Regions from separate parts of the Triticum aestivum genome. Here region 2 is linked to region 1. The links are chromatin contacts, called in public Hi-C maps. All regions are on one chromosome and are shown on one strand. The core of a region is the stretch at or near the end of the contact, and the rest is flanking DNA. Distances in the headings are between cores, read along the strand shown. Region 1 has its middle 19 kb from the start of LOC123104901. Region 2 holds the start of LOC123039534 (probable serine/threonine-protein kinase PBL12).

The links. A called contact is a pair of places that touch in the nucleus more often than the background predicts.
Region 2: a Hi-C map of leaf shows a contact between it and region 1, with 4 times the contacts expected there. The contact joins the promoter of LOC123039534 here to the enhancer-like site in region 1. A contact is called at or near these places in 3 of 5 Hi-C or Micro-C datasets (leaf and an unstated tissue).

Annotation. Positions count from the first base shown.
Region 1 is chr1A:111,015,332-111,017,983 of IWGSC CS RefSeq v2.1, forward strand. No RefSeq gene overlaps it. Among protein-coding and RNA genes, the nearest start is that of LOC123104901, 19 kb to the left of the region's middle. Within about 2 kb of position 1,365, at least 1 of the 8 cell types and tissues checked has an H3K27ac peak or open chromatin away from gene starts, as enhancers often do. A contact at or near this core is called in leaf, where this site is marked.
Region 2 is chr1A:111,119,921-111,122,572 of IWGSC CS RefSeq v2.1, forward strand. It overlaps LOC123039534 (probable serine/threonine-protein kinase PBL12), which reads left to right and starts at 1,308. Exons shown (of 3, transcript XM_044462664.1): 1 at 1,308-2,023; 2 at 2,136-2,408. The coding sequence starts at 1,586.

The sequences.
Region 1 (2,652 bases), core at 115-2,614:
ATTCCGGAGCAAGCACAGGATGTCAAAGATACGCCGGCCGGAACAATCTGATCTTGTGAACATTCTTTTTCGTGGACGGTGCGAGGCTACGGCAGGCCAACTGAAAAACAAAGGAAACAGTGGCCCGAAACGTCAACTGATAAACACGACAGGTAGGCTGTGTTGTGGTTAGCAAACAGGAGATCTAAACTCTAAGATCATAACCAGCTTGCTTATTAATTCTCTTGGTAAGCAGAGCTGTCACAGACGAACATCATAATGCAAGTGCATCTGGAGCACGGGACAAGATGTTTGCTGCTCCTAGACGGACGTGGAGTATTTGAGCTCGGGCTCAAATGAGCGCGCATGAACAATAAAATAAAAATAAAATAAAAAAGTTTAAAAATTCTAATTTTTTTATGATGAAGTTTAACAAAAAAAAAATTAAGTGCTTGCAAATTTTCATTATGAGGTCACATTCGAGGAAGGCATGATAAAAGAAAACAAAAACGATGTTCTGAAAATACTACTTTTGAAAGCATTTCAGAACACTGATTTTTTTTTTGCCATGCCTTCCACAAATGTGATCTCACATGATGAAAATTTGTGAACAGTTAGCACATTTGTCAAAGTATACCACAAAAAATTCAGATTTTTTGATTTTTTATGAATTTACTGTTCATCCAGGCTCAAATGAGCTCGAGCTCAAAAGGATACTTTCCCACCTAGACCTGTAAATTTTACTTTTGAAAACACAGTACTGTGCACGTAGGACGGTTCAGTTCAGACAAAGCGTGCAATGCATAATCTCTGCGTCCAACCTGTCGGTCTGGCCACTCAACTTTTTTTTCAGGGTGAAATACTGTATTACTAAACTCACGAGATCCTTACAATCAATCTTAGCTAGCTCCATAGCAACCGAAGGTCCTGAACCAAACCAAGTCATGGCTCTACCTTCTTAACGAGTAAATTTAGCTATGCTACCACTATCCTGGCCACTCAACTTTACTCGATCTCCATGGTAGGATCAACCTGTGTAACACACTAGCACGTGTGTTCATGGTAGGGTCAAAAGAAATAAACTCCATAACCTGCCGGGCGTAGCAATCGCTTTGACGTGGGATCGGATTCCTTTTTGCCGTTTGCTGCTGTTCTACTAGCTTTCAGATACCAGTTCGAGCCAACGGCTTTACCAGCTTTGCAAGCAGCTTCCACTGTCAACCAGCCTTACTCCATTTAATTGGCTTTCACACTTTGACGGCGACCATTCACTGAAACGTTTAACTGGCTGGTATACGTGGAGTTTTCCTGTGGCCTGAGCGAGCACTTGTCACTATAGTTATTTTGATTGAAGCGCCAATCACAGCTCACTAACGTCAACACGGGCAGGCATACGCCCCCGCTTCAAGCAACCTCACGTTTTCCACCCGTCGTTGTACGCCGGGTCAGCCTCACGTATATGAGAAAGGGAAAAAAAATTGTGACTCACTCAACACCAGCTTCCAATTTCCGGGTCGAATAAGGGTTTTCTCATTCACTTGTGGAATTTCGCTCTCATATTCGGTTCATACGAGACGAGGCGAACGTGTGAATGCTCAAAGCTGAGGAAGCGGCTGTGTGACTAACCTTCTCCTTCTGCACTGCCACTGCCAGTGGATATCGTGTTAGAAAGAAATAACTTTAAAATTGGAGGCTATTACTACTGAAAGTGATAGGGCCTAGCCTCTCCTGTGCCGCTGGCCACTCCAGCCGTGGCGGCCACCATCTCCCGACAGCGGCCACTTTGGCACTGTCGGCCAAGCATCTCCTTCGCCCAGGCTTCATTGTCTTGCCCCCATGGCTTTCTCGGATCTCAAGTTTGAACCAAGCCTGGCTTTTGAGGCCTACATCTGGAAGCAGTTCGGAGTACCAATTAATCACGTTGAGGGTGACAGCCATCGGGAATTCTTTCCTGTGGTGGAGGTCTGCAGATCTAAGCTCCGTATCAACAGTTAATTGGTTAGTCTCATTCTTCGATCTTGCTTTGGTGGGCATGCTTCCTGCTTCAAGGTCTCCTGTCTTCAGAATTGATCATTCAAATTTAGTATTTCCTCTAAGGAAGTTGGTTTTGCGATTATCAAAGGGAGAAATTATGCGAATGATCTTTTCAACATGGGCTTCTTTCTCTGGGGACGTGGTGGTCCGGATTTCCGTAAAGAGTATCATTTGTACACGCAAGAATTGGACCAAGAATGGACCTTGGTTGATTGATCAAATGATCGTAGGTCCTATGCTGTTGCGGTTCAAACTCCTCGAATCTTTTCCTCCGTTGACCACACCTCCGAAGAACGTAATCCGTGCGTTCTTCCTGCTTGCGAGCGTTTAATGCAGTCAAGGCCTACCTTAACTATGATATTAACTTCTCTCAATAACATTGCTTTAGGCAGGGCCGGATCGTCGGCTATTCAAATTTCTGAGCCTTTGAGCAGCTCTCCTGAGGCCCATTGCAATCGTGCTGATTTCTGCATCCGTTGCCTTACTTCGGGCCACCTTCGGCCCAAGTGGACCAGTAGAATCCGTTGCAATGGCTGCAAGCGCTTCGGCCACATTCAGGCCAATTGCAGGTTTGGGGGCAAGGTTAACGCTCCCACTTCCCCTGTTAGGCTGGCTCCCTAATCGCCGCGTCCATCTTTG
Region 2 (2,652 bases), core at 58-2,557, 100 kb after region 1:
GCACACGCAAACAATCTCTCTGACCATCCCTGCATGCAACTTCTTGATCTTTCCCTTATATGTTCGAATGTGCCGCTGGTGATCCTGCCCACGGCTGTTGGGAGACCAAGGTAATGCTCGCTAAAAGTTTCAGCATGTACATCAAGGGTGGTTTTGATAAGCTGTCGTTGATCAAGTGGGGTGTTTGGACTGAAGAAGATGGCACTCTTCTCTCTATTGACACACTGACCAGAGGCACTACCATAGATGCGCAAAATCGCATTCAATCTGTTCGCACTCTCAGCATCAGCCTTTCTGAACATGAGGCTATCATCTGCGAAGAGCAGATGGTTTACCCAAGGGGCGTGATAGTTGACTCGAATCCCTCTATCCACTGTGCCATAATGTTTGAGCAAGGAAGAAAATCCTTCTGCACAGAGTAGAAAAAGAAATGGCGACATCGGGCAGCCCTGCCGCAAACCCCGAGATGGGTTGAAGAAAGGCAATAGTTCTCCATTAACTCGTACTGAGAAACACACTGATGTTACACACTTCATAACAAGTCTGACAAGGTCTGCGCCAAAACCAATCTTGGATAGTATAGCTTCCAAATAACTCCATTCAACTCGGTCGTAAGTTTTCATCATATCAAGTTTGATTGCGCAAGAGTAATTCTTCCCCTTCCTCCTTCGCCGCCTGGCATGAATGCTTTCGAACGCAACCAAAACATTGTCAGTAATGAGGCGTCCGAGGACGAAAGCGCTTTGCTCCTCGTTAATGAGCTCATCCATGAAATCCCGCATCCTATTGATGATGACCTTGACAGCCAATTTGTACAGAACCAGGCATAACGAGATAGGTCGATAATGTGAGATGGTTTGTGGGTTACGCACCTTAGGGAAAAAACCATTTTACTAGCAGAAGAACATGGACGTAGCCAGAAGAGGCAATTATCTTCTCTCGTACTACTAAAACATTCAACCGGCTGCCTGATCGGCATATGTTGGGTTTTCACGTGGTCTGACACCTGCCACTAGTTAATTTGCATCGCCAATCGGTCAATCACGGCCAGCATCGACACGGAGCGCGCATATGGCCCCTGCTTCAAGCAACCTCACGTTTTCCACCCGTCCCGTCGCGCGCCGGGTCAGCGTCACGCACGTAAAGCGGTGTGATGCGCCCTCGCACCAGATTCCAGATTACCGGTCTCCCGTGGCATCTCCCTTGCTCGCCCGTTCCGTACGAGGGGAAGAGGAAGGAAGGCGGGAATAGTCAAGCCCCCGGAAGCTCAACGACTCGTCTGCTTCTTGTTTGCTACTGCCCGCGCGCCGCGGCTTCGTGCCCCGCGACAGGGTCAAGGCAAGCCAACACCACGATTCCGTTCCGTTCCGTTCCACCACCACGGCCATTATATATACCCGCCGTCGCCCACCGATGCTTCGTCGTCAACCAGTCTCTTCTCTCCCATCTCCTCTTCAACTCCCCAGCCCCTCACAGCTCGACCAAGAAACCAACCAATCTGCATCGCCAAGATCGTTGTCAGCTCTTCGATTCTTGCATTGCGCGGTCCATCTTCGATCGCCGCGGAGCAGGTATCGTATCACCGATGGCTTCAGCGCAGCCGTGGAGGTCTATGTTCTGCTGCGTCGGAGGCGCGGCGGCGGGGGCGGCCACCGACGACGAAGGGCCGTCGCCGTCTTCCACGCCGAGGCGGAGGAGAGGGGAGCGGAGGACGCTGCTGCCGTCGTCGTCCGCGTCGACGGCGTCCCGGCTCTCCCTGTCCAGCCTGGGGTCGACGGGCACGCTGACGCCGGAGGACCTCTCGCTGACGCTCTCCGGCTCCAACCTGCACGCCTTCACCTACGCCGAGCTCAGGGCGGCCACCGCCGGCTTCTCCCGCTCCAGGTACCTCGGCTGCGGCGGCTTCGGGCCCGTGTATAAGGGCCAGCTCGCCGCTGAGCTCCGGCCGGGCCTGGAGGCGCAGACGGTCGCCGTCAAGTACCTCGACCTCGACTCCAGCTCGCAGGGCCATAACGAGTGGCTGGTAAGTCGACCCACTGACTCCACCATTGTTGTTGCACGTACGGATGCATGAGCTGTCGAATAAAATACCTCCATTATTGCGCCAACTAACTTCTCCATGATTGATTCTGCAGGCGGAGGTGTTCTTCCTTGGGCAACTGAGGCACAGGAACCTGGTGAAGCTCGTCGGGTACTGCTACGAGGAGGAGCACCGGATGCTGGCCTACGAGTACATGGGCACCGCCAGCCTGGAGAAGCACCTCTTCAGAAGCATCGACGGCCCCATGCCGTGGATGACGAGGATGAAGATCGCCGTCGGCGCCGCCAAGGGCCTCGCCTTCCTCCACGGCGCCGACACGCCGGTCATCTTCCGCGACCTCAAGGCGTCCAACATCTTGCTCGACTCGGTGAGTCAACTGCACGATCAATCGAACCATCTCACCATTTTCTAGCCTTGACCACGAGTTGTCGATAGATCCACCTGTGGACGGCTGAATGTCAAAGTCTGGCACCCGTTTCAAACATGTTTGCTGGCTTCGCTGGAAAAGCCAGCGGCGCCATGATTGGGACTTGGAATAGGAAGGTTCCTGGATGCCCATTTGTCACATAAATCCTACTACTCACAATCAATAAATCTGTACCCACCCGTGC